2 separate regions of the Zea mays genome follow, and region 1 is linked to region 2. Evidence: chromatin contacts called from public Hi-C data. All regions are on one chromosome and are shown on one strand. Each heading gives the region's core, a stretch centred on a gene start, on an enhancer-like site or on the middle of the called end of the contact. The rest is flanking DNA. Distances are from core to core; before and after follow the strand shown.

What was found. Hi-C and Micro-C count contacts between places; a contact is called where the count stands out from the background.
Region 1: a contact with region 2 is called in a Hi-C map of leaf, with 5 times the contacts expected there. The contact joins the promoter of LOC100283122 here to the promoter of LOC100217221 in region 2. A contact is called at or near these places in 2 of 25 Hi-C or Micro-C datasets (leaf and tassel).

The regions. Positions count from the first base shown.
Region 1 is chr7:143,196,653-143,203,470 of Zm-B73-REFERENCE-NAM-5.0, reverse strand. LOC100283122 reads left to right here and starts at 4,978. Exons shown (of 5, transcript NM_001369349.1): 1 at 4,978-5,158; 2 at 5,397-5,433; 3 at 5,575-5,947; 4 at 6,053-6,172; 5 at 6,290-6,818. The coding sequence starts at 5,101. The coding sequence ends at 6,571. LOC100284840 (protein S-acyltransferase) reads left to right here. Exons shown (of 5, transcript NM_001157735.2): 3 at 139-438; 4 at 846-1,079; 5 at 1,169-2,926. The coding sequence ends at 1,696.
Region 2 is chr7:142,903,205-142,909,872 of Zm-B73-REFERENCE-NAM-5.0, reverse strand. It overlaps LOC100217221 (squamosa promoter-binding protein-like (SBP domain) transcription factor family protein), which reads right to left and starts at 1,310. Exons shown (of 3, transcript NM_001359706.1): 1 at 88-1,310. The coding sequence starts at 584.

The DNA of each region.
Region 1 (6,818 bases), core at 3,729-6,228, 290 kb before region 2:
GATGTCTTAGGAATTAGGATTGCATTGAAGGTATTGCTTTGTGAATAAGCTTCAGTGAGTAAATTAATCCATCAACAATGTGAGATACTGTGCTTTTCTGTACTCCTTCGACTAAACCTTATTTCTTTTGTTTTCCAGGATTTAACATTGCTGCTTCTTACCTCTGGTAGAGATCCTGGTATAGTGCCTCGTAACACCCATCCTCCTGAAACTGACGCTATTGAAATGAACAATGATGCTGGAAATGGTCAGACACCACAACAATTGCGGTTGCCACGGACAAAGGATGTTATTGTAAATGGGGTCATTGTGAAGGTCAAGTACTGTGACACCTGCATGCTGTACAGACCACCTCGATGCTCACACTGCTCTATCTGTAATAACTGTGTGGAGCGCTTTGACCACCACTGCCCTTGGGTTGGCCAATGCATAGGATTGGTAAGTTTGGGAATACCTTGAATAGTTTCACAGTGTTGTTGCAATATGCATTACAGATTAAACTTGTATCCAGTAGTGTTAACAGAAGAGCACTCATCAGTTCAATATCCATCCAGTGTTGTTATCTGAAGATATATCTCAGCATTTTGATATTGCATCCAGTATTGTTATTAGAAGGTTGCTCAGCATTTCAATACTATATATCTCAGCATTTTTGATATTGCATCCAGTATTGCTATCAGAAGTTTGATCAGCAGTTCAATATTCATCCAGTATTTTTATCTGAAGATATATCTCAGCATTTTGATATTGCATTCAGTATTGTTGTCCGCAGATTGCTCAGTGTTTTTTTGTAATTAACAGCAGCTTTTGTTATTTGTTGCTAACTGCACGTTTATCTGCTGCAGCGCAATTATCGGTTCTTCTATATGTTTGTATTCTCTACAACATTACTGTGCCTTTATGTATTTGGTTTCTGCTGGGTGTACATTATCAAGATTAGAGACGCAGAACAGTCGTCGATCTGGAAAGCAATGTTGAAGACTCCAGCATCAATTGTTCTGATCATATACTGCTTCATCTGTGTGTGGTTTGTGGGTGGTCTGTCTGTTTTCCATTTCTATCTCATGAGCACCAACCAGGTTGGCACCCTGTCAACTTTTTAATATAATTGGTTTTACCTGTAAGCATATTGCTAGGAATTTGTAATCACTTTTCCTATACTACGCAGACAACCTATGAGAACTTCAGATATCGCTATGATCGGCGGGCCAACCCGTACAACATAGGGATCTTGAACAACTTCATGGAGATATTCTGCACCGCAGTCCCTCCTTCCAAGAACAACTTCCGAGCCAGGGTCCCAGTAGAGCAAGGTTTACAGCAATCGCGTGCGCCAGCAAGGGGTTTCATGAGTCTAAACATGGATAAACCTGTTGGGGACTTCGAATTGAGTAGGAAGCCAGTATCATGGGATGAACCTCGGTCAGCAGCTGATATCAGGGACTTGGAGGTTGGTCTAGGGGGTCTACTGGACGAGAAAGAAGGCAGGATAGCCCATGCGTCCCCGGATCTGAGCAGAGATGCCCTTCCTGAGCTTGTGGAAGGGAGGGCTGGTATGCATTCGAGGCGATCAAGTTGGGGTCACAGAAGCGGGACCTCGGAGTCCGTGGACAGCATTGCTGTGCAGATGGGGACCGGAGATTCTCACTGGGGCTCCATTAGCAGTGCCCATGGCACAACCAGTGGAGCTCACTAGCAAGCTACGCCACGTCTTTGACGCATCTTCTTGTGAAACCTGCCTGATACCACCAACGAAGAAGCGACCTTTGGGCGCTCTCTGTGCACATGTGCTTTCACTCCACTCCACCTAGGATATACGTCTGCAGTGCTTTCTTACTCAGTTGTCCTGAGAGCGCATCAGTTCTGATGGTTTGCTTCCCGTTTGGTGTTTTAAGCAAAAATAACAGAAGAGCCCCTTAACTCCCCCTGTTGTTTGGATTATCCACTGTATATATGTATCTTTGCAAATCGGAATTGCCTGCAGAGAAGATTTGTCATGTTTGGCTTTCGCGATTCTAGTTTCTTCACGCCCTTCAGATTTGCACTGTGTTGGAACGGAGTCGCGCGGGCTTTCTATTCACTTTTATGAGCATGTAGCGGGAAGTCGAGCCGGCCCAATCATATCCCCTGTGTGAATGAATGGTCAGTGCGGATGTTCAGGGACGATGGAATCTCTGTTGCTCTCCGGACACAAGTAGGCCACGACAGCACCGCACTTAAGGTACGATCCCTTCCTACGCTACCACTAGTAGACAGATGCTACACATATACATGGTGGATACTTTAATGTGTGAGCACGTCCTAGACTCCCCAGATAGAACGCGCAAGCAATAATACCAAAACGTCCCTAGCATGGAAAGTTGCAGTGAGCAGCGAAAGAGGATACAGATCGATGGTCGAGTCTGAGTCAGACGATACGAGGAGAAGCACGCAACGCAGCACCAAGCAAACCAGGGCGCGTGCGAGGGCTTTGCTGCTGTGTCCAGACAGATCCTGCAACAACTTGCCCCGCTGCCTTTGCCTTCTCTCCCGTTCGAGGAAATGCTGCATGCTTGGTGCTGACCGGCCGGCAAAGATTCCCTCCCCGTACACGATCGTTCTCCACTCCGGCAGCGGCAGGCACTTCTAGCCCTCGCCGACTTTCTCCTTTCTAAAGGCGAGAGGCGCGCGCGGTTCGGCAGCCGCTGCATTATTGTTCACTAGCGGCAGCAGGCAGCAGCTGATGGACGCCCGGATCTCAGCTGGTAGTGGTAGGGTGTAGGCGCGAGTGAATGTGAACCGGGCGGGCACCAGCGTCCAGCAGGAAGCCAGGAAGGCAGGCATTCTTCCGCCTGCGAGCGGATGCGATGCAGCTGTAAACCTGCAACTAGGGTCCGATCAATGGCCGGTCTATGAATCCACGATGCCGAGAGTTTGGTAACTTTACTAGAGCAGGTATAACCTAGTGTCCCCTTGCTCGGTTTTTTTTAAGTAGAAGAGACGTCTAAGAAACCGCATCATACAACTACAACTCTAAAGTCTGAACCACTAGAATATTAGTGCAGTTAAGAGATAATATTTGTAAAAAGTCGTGAAGAGACGGACTCTTCGCGAGTAACTTATCTCTTGATTTTTTTTTGTACTTAACCCTATAGAAAACAGATCTCTCTTATATATATGCCCTTAGTACAGAAATACGAATATCGCTCCGCACTGCGAAGTGCGTATGAGGGCATGTACAATGGGTGTCTTAAGTTGTGTCTTAGAGTGTGTCTAGGGGGGTGAATGTAAAAAATCTCAAGACACGTATCTTGACGAAGACACAGTGTCTTAGCTCTATATTCGAGACAGGAGACTATCTGATTGGTCACTTTAATTTATTGAATGTTTTGATTGGTACAATGAATATGATAAGACACATGTTTTAGACATGACCACTGTATTATGTTGTGTTTTAGCTGTGTCTTATACTTGGAGTACCGTGCAGCTGTATCTAGGTTGTACATGCCCTGAAACGTCGACCGAACCATGCATGCATGCATGCATACACATCGGCACACGTGCATGTGCGACGGACAACAATTCACACACGTGTGCGTCAAGTGGAAGGGAAAATAAAGGGCCTAACCCTGGCCGCACATACTCACCAGTCACCACCAGGCACCAGTGAAAGCGAAAGAGAGGGTTTGCGGACGCGGCCGTTCGGCTCATGTACGCGTCAACACGACATATATATGCATGCTGAGCTATTCATCATCTCTATTGCCGGAGAGTGTGGATACGTGTCCGTCAGCCATTGGAGGTCTAGATCTAGCTAAGTACTAGCTAGTAGAAGCTTCTTTGATCATTGATGTACGGGGCCAGGTCTAAACGACCCTGCGCGTCAGTGGTTTTACGTCCGGAAACGTACGTTAGTTATTGTCTTCTTCTGTGCAGACTTTACTATAGCCAAATCCTATAAGCTATCACTTAAGAAAGAAGAAGAGATTATTAGCTGTTAGAAAGGTTTTAGATATTCTGTTATATAGTCACTGCTATAGCAGATTGAGATAGGGCTGCAGCTCTAGATGTTTATATATACAAGTTAGAAGGAATAATCCGCTATTGATTCATTTAGCTCGATCTCTACTAAGTGTGGGTACAGCTGAGCGCACTTTGTTCAGTTAAAACTATATGTACAACACAAAGACTACCTTGTCTGTGGTTGTCTAATTTAGAATCATGATATTTGAGTTGTGTGCTTTTCTTCCCTTAGGTAGTTGGCAGGGATATACGGAGGAGGATTCATGGATAGTTGGTAGGGATACAGAGGAGGAGGATACGAGTATGAAAAGAGAGGTTCAGGGAACAAGGATGGACGACAGAATCATCCGTCTAACGTTGATGTATGAGAGCAAGACCATTAAAGGAGACATACGGGGTGTCGAGACATTATAGAAATTGGTCGTATTAAGCAAATCGATAAAGGTTTCAAAGTTCAAACTTCACCTGAGATTCATTTTGGAATATAGAGTAGTAGGCTACAATATAAAGAAAGACAAACAAATTGGAGAGTGTGGGGGGTGTGAATGGAACCCAAACACCCCAAGACGCATCTAAGTTTTTTTTTCCAAAAAACTTGAACTTCAAACGTCCAAAAGATGTGAACCAATCAAGAGATGGCATATAACAACAGGTGATCGGTTCGGGTCGGTACCGATCGATCTCCAGTACGCGGAGATATCGACGGGTTCGACCTCAATACGATTGGTATGCACCAGACCGATTGGTCGACATGCCCATCAATTGGCTAACCGAATCAATTGGCTAACCGAATCAATCGATGTTAAAGTCGAGCTAGTCGGTATTGACCGACACATTCACCACGTCAGCAATTGATATCGACCAGCACTAGAACCAACCTAATAAGTAGGGTAACATACACGCGGTAACTAATGTGACCCAGAGCTCTTCTATATAAACAGTGGTTCCCTGCACAATGTGATTCATCGCATACAGGGGCAAGAGTGTAGTGGCGTAGGAGCAAAGTTGGTCTCTGATCTTTCCCCTGCAAGGGAAAGAGAAGAACAGAGACACACCAGTGTATAGGGTTTCGGCTTGCCTGTGCGTGTTACTGTCGCAATGGCAGGAGGTCTCTTCTCCATGGAGCACCCATGGGCCTCTGTTTTTGGCATTCTAGGTACGCTGCTGCCTGTGCTGTGTTGTGCACCAGGAATGCTGGATTTCGTTCTCACCGTACGATACGACTTGCATGCATGGCAGCATGATCGATGGCATGATGCGTGCCAAACGATTGCTCGTCGTCGTCATCATCATCACTCATCAGTGTTTTTTTTACACCGAGTGAAAATATTCCCACAGGTTTACTGACAGAAATTCCCATATGATATGTATCTTCCTTTGTTAATTTCCTGCAGGCAACATCATCTCATTTCTGGTGTTCCTCGCACCAGTGTAAGTGCACTGTATATACACACGAGCATGCATGCATCTGCCCTAGCTAAAAGTTGCTGTGAGCACTGCTGATGAAATAGGGATCTGCAGACCACGTATATGAATGAACGAATGAATGAATGAACTTGTGCATGCATGCAGGCCGACGTTCCTCCGCGTGTACCGGAAGAAGTCGACGGAGGGGTTCAGCTCGGTGCCGTATGTGGTGGCTCTGTTCAGCTGCACGCTGTGGATCCTGTACGCGCTGGTGAAGACCAACTCCAGCCCGCTGCTGACCATCAACGCCTTCGGGTGCGTGGTGGAGGCCGCCTACATCCTCCTCTACCTCGTCTACGCGCCGCGGGGCGCCAGGCTGAGGGCGCTCGCCTCCTTCCTCCTCCTCGACGTGGCCGCCTTCTCGCTCGTCGCCGTCGTCACCGTCGTGCTCGTCGCGGAGCCGCACCGCGTCAGGGTGCTCGGCAGCGTCTGCCTCGCCTTCTCCATGGCCGTCTTCGTCGCCCCCCTGAGCGTCATCGTAAGCTCGCTCGCTCGACGCATATATGCGTATATCTCATATATATTTGCATGCATTTGATTGACGTGCATGCGGGTCCATGCTGTGCATACGTACGTACATCAGTTCGTTGTGATCAGGACGAAGAGTGCCGAGTTCATGCCCTTCACCCTCTCCTTCTTCCTCACCCTCAGCGCCGTCGCCTGGTTCTTGTACGGCCTCTTCACCAAGGACCCCTACGTCACGGTACGGTCACCAAATCGCCATGCGACGCATGATTACGATTTACGAACGTGAGATTGTGAGAAGCATGCAATAATAAGTCGATGGACGTGAGTGATTCTTTGTTCTGCATGCATGCAGCTCCCGAACGTGGGCGGCTTCTTCTTCGGGTGCATCCAGATGGTGCTCTACTGCTGCTACCGGAAGCGCAAGCCGGCGTCCGTGGTCGTCCTGCCGACGACGACGGCCGCCGCAGCCGTGGCACAGCAGCTGGAGGCGGAGATGGAGCTGCCCCTCGCCGCCCACCAGCACCAGCTGGCCGTGGCCGTACTGCCCACGTGCGCGGCCCCGGTGCTGGCCGAGCTGCAGAAGCTGGAGGAGGCGATGGGGTCGCCGCGCAAGGGCGGCGTCAAGGCCATCTGACCATGGCCTGCGATGAACCGCGCGCGATGCATGCATGTCCTGCTCTAGTGCTAGCTGGATCAGTTGCGTGCTTATTTGATTATTGTTATGCATGGCTTGGTAGATCCGAATTATTAACTGACTGCAAGTAGACAGACATATATATGCGTGTGCCTTCTTTTCTTTACTATTATATATATAATCGTTCGTTTGTGTGTTCTTAATTATATATAGCTATATATAAGCTTGCTTGTATTGGAGATGGATA
Region 2 (6,668 bases), core at 61-2,560:
TTACATCGACGTTTTCAGATGAAGTGAATTGAGAGAAGAGAAGGGATGGGATTGGCTTTGGCCTGGAACTGGAGTTGGCGTATATACCTGCTGCACTGCTGGCAGAAGCGCATCTCGCGGCCGGCGACGGCGACGACGGGCGTCTTGGAGTGCGCCTCGCAGACCTTGTGGCGGCGGTGGTAGTCGCGACACTTGCTGAGGTCGGCCTTGCAGCCGTCCACCGCGCACGACGGGCACTGCGCCCCGGCGGCGCCACCGGGCCCCGAGCGCGGGCGCTTCATCGGGCTAGCGGACGGCGGCGCCGCGGCCGCGGCCGCGGCCGCTGCCACTACCGGCTCCTTCGTCCCGTCCGCAGCCCCGAACTCGCCGAGCCCGCCGAGCTTGAGGTCCACGGAGCACTCCGCCCGGCTCGGCGCCCCGCGCGGTGCCGCCGCGGGGGGAGGCCCAGCAGCTGCGGCGGCAATGCCCGACGCCGCCGCGGGGGAAGGCGCGGCGGAGGCGGCGGCGGCGATGGGCGGCGGCACGGCGTCGTGCTCCAGGTCGGGCAGGTCCCAGGAAACCGGCATCTTGAGATCCCAATCCATGAATGGGAACGGCGCGGGCGATGGATAGCAAGCTCGACCGTTTCCCCGTCGGCCAGTGCAGAGCTAGGCGCCGCGTGCCCGTGCCCGTGCCCGTGCCCGTGGCCGAGCTGGAGCTCTGTGTGCGTGTCTTTCACGGCCAGGACAGTGCCGCGGCCGGTTTGTTGGGTTCCCCTGTCCCTCTCATCCTATAGGCCGCTCTGCCGCGGGGAGGGTGGCAACGAGCCAGCCAGACACCGAGGGGAGTTATTGCCTGGGCACCACCGCGCGCGCACAGAAGCGAACAAATCGAGCACGGGAACAGGGCAAATGCCGCAGATCAGCAGGGGGGGCTGCTGAGCTTATCCTGATGGGGAGGAGAGAGAGAGAGAAACAAACAGCCAGCCAGAGGGAGGGAGATGAGCTGCCGCTAGAGCTAGATGCCGGGCGGTGCCCGGTGGTGTCGAAGCGAGTGGTGCGCGGAGGGGGATGTGCTACTGCAGTCTGCTTGGTGGGAGGGGAGCCGTGGAAGTGGAAGTGAGGAACAACCGAACAAGCAGGCGCAAGACCAGCACCAGTGCACCACCACCACCACCACCACCGAGGAAGAGGAGGCCAGGCACAGCCACAGCCAGTACGTGCTCGCAGAGGCAAGTGCAGCGCAGGTGTATCAGTGTAGTTGTGTGGATTGCGAGTGGTGTGGTGTGGAGGGCTACCTCTATCAGCTAGAGCTCAGCTCAGCTTTCAGACCTCAACTGATGAGGGCGTGGATCAGTGGATGGATGCATGCCCATCTTATACTAATCACTCGACTCCACTATTCTATTATTACGATAACAAAAACAAAAACTATTTTTTTGTATGGATTTGTTTTTCTTCGTTCCACTGCGAAATGCAACATTGCTTGCAGTAGCCATTCATCAGGGCCACCATCAATCCCCTGACAGGGATTCTAAAGGCGACGGGCCCCGCAGCGGGCGCCAGGTGCCATGTTCATCCTTTAACACCAGCATGGAACCCTTGTGCTGCTGCGCGCAATTATTGGGGGGAGGGGGGGTTGGTTCGGGGGGTCTTCGCCGCCGCCTGCAGTGCTTTGCTTTGGCCGGCCCTCCCTAGCTAGCTTGCAGCAGAGGAGACGGGTGGGCATTACTTCTCTTGGCTTCTTGTTAGCGAGGTTGGTTGAGTGGGGGAAGAGGACTGAGGAAGGTTTAATGAGTGTCATCAAGGGCTGGGCTACAGTAGAGCGACTAGTGTTTTTTTCTCTCTCTTTCTCTCTCTCTCTCTCTATACTTAAAAACAACAGTGTGGTAGCTCACTCATGTAGTCATGTGTGTGTGACTGAGGAGCATGTGAAGGCACTGTGCTACAATAGTTTGGGAAGCTGGATTGTTTGAAAATATAATAATGTTACTTTCCTCCTAAGGCCCTTTTCGTTTTGTGCCAATCCATAGGGATTGAGGGGGATTAAATCCCCTACAAGTCAAAATCCTCTCCAATCCCTTCCAATCCCCCTCAATCCCTATGGTTTTGGGATCAAACGAACATGGCCTAAGGGAGGAGGGAAAAAAAATCAAACTTCTGTTCAGCATGATTGCGAGGCTACTGTGCTAAAATAGTGCGTACGTGATGGTTAATCGGATTACTATATTGGTCACGTAGCTAGTCTGATCCATGCATCCGTCAAAAGGCAAGTAATTTCGATTTTTTTTTCTATCTCCAGCGGCGAATCCTCGAAATATGTCTAGTCAGAAGAAAGCTGGAGCTGCAAATGCATGTTATTGTTCCACGGATCGATCCATTTGCTACATAGGAGTACGTATATAGCAATTGGAAACAGCTTGAGGCCCTGTTTTGAATTGTAGTATTTTTGCAGTTTTGAAACAATACTATAATGTTTGATGATACTATAATATTGGAGCTCAAAAGGTGTTTGATTTAAACAGTCAAAAACTCATTTTTAAATACCATGGTGTATCCAAAACTGTGGTATTTTTGGAGTTTTCGAAACTCCACTTAGGACCCCAGTCTTATTCTTTCTTTCTACATATACTTTGTTTTTCCAATAAACCAAACAGATTTCGGTTTTGAACAATACTGTAGTTTTACAGTACCGTAGTATTTATGTCATGTACAATTATAAGTATCTCAAAACTACAGTATTTCAAAACTACATTCCCATACAGTCCCTGAGTTTTTAAGCAGTCCATGTGTTTCAAAACATGAATTTAGTATGCCTCTCGTTCAAAAAAATAATAATTTTTGGAGACCACGGACACAGAGCGAATTTGGCTCGCTGGGCCTAGCATGTTTCTTGGAGTGTATCGAATCAAAGCTAGCCTGCCTTTGGAACCAAACACGTCCCTAATGCGTGCATGCTAGTACTACCTCGATCGTTAAGCTAATTGCTAGGTGGCTTTTAATATGCCCGTTCATGTCAGTTCCAAATCCAAACGCATGTGCTTCGTCTAAAGAGGATATATGCATGATAAAATACTCGATCTGCGCGCGTCGACAAGAAATATCCAATTGCCTTTGACGCTTCTCAGTTCTCTCCCTGCTGTCAGGGAAAAGTACGGTTAGCAAATATATATCTTATTCTTATCCACAAAGCTCGCAAAACATTGCAACATGGGTAGACCACACAGTCTGATTCCATAGCGAAATTCCTCAGCAAAGGTTGCACTTGAATACCAGTTTAATATCTCCCCCCAAAATCCAAGATCCCAGCATGTTCCAACTGCATCTCTCACCAGAACCCGGATCCCTCTGATCTGGTCCAATTCTTTTCTCCAAAAGAAAGATAGAGAGAGAGAGAGTTGGTGCATGCATGGTCCATTTCTCCAACACAAGTACATTCCTTTTTTTTAATCAATATTATATGGCGTCAGCTTGCATATTGTCGCCACATGTGGCTCCAGACCTTCATGGGAATTTGTGCACGAGTTTTTTTTTTGGTGTCCTCAGCCCTCAGGATTCAGGAGTCAGGACATAGGGCCGGTTGGTAGGTTTGTTTGTCCCTGACATTGTTGCTGGGCGTAGGATCGATGGCTCTAGAAAAAGAAACGAATAAAAGGGATGAAAGATTGAAAGGTGAAAGATATATTGCACTACGTACCACATGATCGCGGCCTCTTCATTAGTTTGCAAAATTAACACGGAGGGGAAGAGCTATAGCATGGAATGATTGGCCACATAATATCTGCTTTCTTGCTTGTCCGTATGCAACTTTTGTCACGCTTATGCCACTCTAGAATGGACTGTAATAGGTCGTTTATAATGCTACTCTCGAAAAAAAGCCACATCTATCTGAGGTGTTGTTTGGTTCACGAAATGTAACGTAAAAGATAATAGTAATGGTTTACACTCGATTACGGACGGTAACAAGTTTGAATAGTCCGATATCAATTTTTAGTATGATATCTGATTACGGTTAGACTAAAACAAACATGATTTAACGTTATCACTTACCCATTTGTCGGGGACCATAATTAGGGGTACCCCCAAGACTCCTAAATCTCAGCTGGTAACCCCCATCAGCACAAAGCTGCAAAGGTCTAATGGGCACGATTCAGGTCAAGGCTCCGTCCAGTCAAGGGACACGATCTCGCCTCGCCCGAGTCCAGCCTCGGGCAAAGGCAGCCGACCAGGAGGATTCACGTCTCGCCCGAGGGTCCCCTCAAGCAACGGACGCACCCTCGGCTCGCCCGAGGCCCAGGCTTCGCGGAGAAGCAACCTTGGCCAGATCGCCACGCCAACCGACCGTATCGCAGGAGCATTTAATGCAAGGATCGACTGATACCTTATCCTGACGCGCGCTCCTCAGTCGACAGGGCCAAAGTGACCGCAGTCACTTCGCCGCTCCACTGACCGACCTGACAGGAAAACAACGTCGCCTGCCCTGCTCCGACTGCTGTGCCACTCGACACAGTGAGGCTGACAGCAGCTAAGTCCAGCCTCGGGCGCCATAGGAAGCTCCGCCTCGCCCGACCCCCGAGCTCGGGCTCAACCTCGACGTCGGACGACGGACTCTGCCTCGCCCGACCCCAGGGCTCGGACTCAACCTCGACCTCGGACGACGGACTCCGCCTCGCCCGACCCCAGGGCTCGGACTCAACCTCGACCTCGGAAGACGGACTCTGCCTCGCCCAACCCCAAGGCTCGGACTCAGCCTCGACTCTAGAAGGCGGTCTCCGCCTCGCCCGACCCCAGGGCTCGGACTCAGCCTCGACCTCGGACGACGGTCTCCGCCTCGCCCGACCCCCGGGCCCAGACTCAGCCTCGACCTCGGAGGAGCCTCCGCCTCGCCCGACCTCGGGCTCGGACCGACCACGTCACAGGGGGGCATCATTACCCCACTCCTAGCTAGCTCAGGCTACGGGGAACAAGACCGACGTCCCATCTGGTTCGCCCCGGTAAACAAATAATGATGGCACCCCGCGTGCTCCATGACGACGACGGCTCTCAGCCCCTTACGGAAGCAAGGAGACGTCAGCAAGGATCCGACAACCCCGACAGTTGTACTTCCACAGGGCTCAAGCGCTCCTCCGACGACCACGACATCACATGAACAGGGCCCCAAAACCTCTCCGACAGCCACGACGGCATGTACATAGGGCTCTGGCTCCTCTCTGCTAGACACGTTAGCACACTGCTACACCCCCATTGTACACCCGTGCCCTCTCCTTACGTCTATAAAAGGAAGGTCCAGGGCTCTCGTACGAGAAGGTGGCCGCGCGGGAGAACGGGCCAACACATAAGGCTCTCGCTCTCTCTCTCTCTCCCACGCGAACGCTTGTAACCCCCTACTACAAGCGCATCCGCCCTGGGCGCAGTACAACACAAGGCCGCGGTTTCCCCTTACTGTTTTCCCCCTTGTGTCCCGTCTCGCGCCGACCCATCTGGGCTGGGACACGCAGCGACAATTTACTCGTCGATCTAGGGACCCTCGGGGTCGAAACGCCGACAGTTGGCGCGCCAGGTAGGGGCCTGTTGCGTGTTGACGAACAGCTTCCCGTTAAGCTCCAGATGGGTAGTCTCCAGCAACCACTCCAACCCGGGACGGTGCTCCGTTTTGGGAGTCTTGAGTTCATGTCCCTCGACGGCAGCTACGACATGATACTCCTTCCTCCGTCGCGCGACAACGACAATGGTGGCCGTCAGCCTGCCCATCGGCGGCGGAATCGACGACGTCTTCCCCACGTGGCGGAAGAGCAACATCCAGGTTTGTCCCGTCACCTTCCCCGCCGACGGAGGAGGAGGCGGGGCAGGCATGGCCAAGCAGGAGGCGGCACCTCGTCGGCTATCGAGCGAGTCGACGGCGCCCCAACGGGGACACGTCGGGCGTTGACCTCGCGTCTGAGACGAAGACGAGCGTCGTTTCCCCGCAACACGCCAACCCCAAGCAGACGGACGACGCCAGCACGCTCGCGAAGGACTTGCTGGGCGTTAGCCTCATACCTGAGATAACGGTGCAGTCCGTCCCTGACGCGACTTCGTCACCATCCGTCGATCAAGAGGTACCGTCCGTTTCCCATCCCATGCCTTTTAGATTCAGCTGCGACCCACCAAGCGACCCCGCTTCGGTGGACACTTTCATAAAGGCATGTCCAAACCCTCCGGGGTATCATATGCGGTCAACCTGGGACCGACTGACGGCCGTCTCGACCTACGGGCCCCTGGGTTCCGAGGGAGATGACGAGCCTGACTCTGGTTGGGATTTCTCTGGGCTCGATAACCCCAGTGCCATGCGGGACTTCATGACCGCATGTGACTACTGCCTCTCCAATTGCTCCAATAGTAGCCACAGCCTCGGCGACGAGGACTGTGGCCCAAGTCGCGATTGTTTCCACGTCGATCTAGGGGGTCTCGACGAAGGCAACCATCTTGGCATGCCGGAGGACGGTGATCCCCCTAGGCCTGCGCCTCGCGTTGACATCCTTCGGGAGCTAGCTGTGGTCCCAGTCCCTGTGGGGGGTCAGGACGCATAGCTCGAGCAAATCCGCGAGATGCAGGCCAGGCTCGACGAGGAAGCAGGACAACTTGTGTAGCTTCAGCAAAATATTGGGCAGGAGTGGGCAGGCCGAGCACCGGCCGGAGAAGCACGTCATC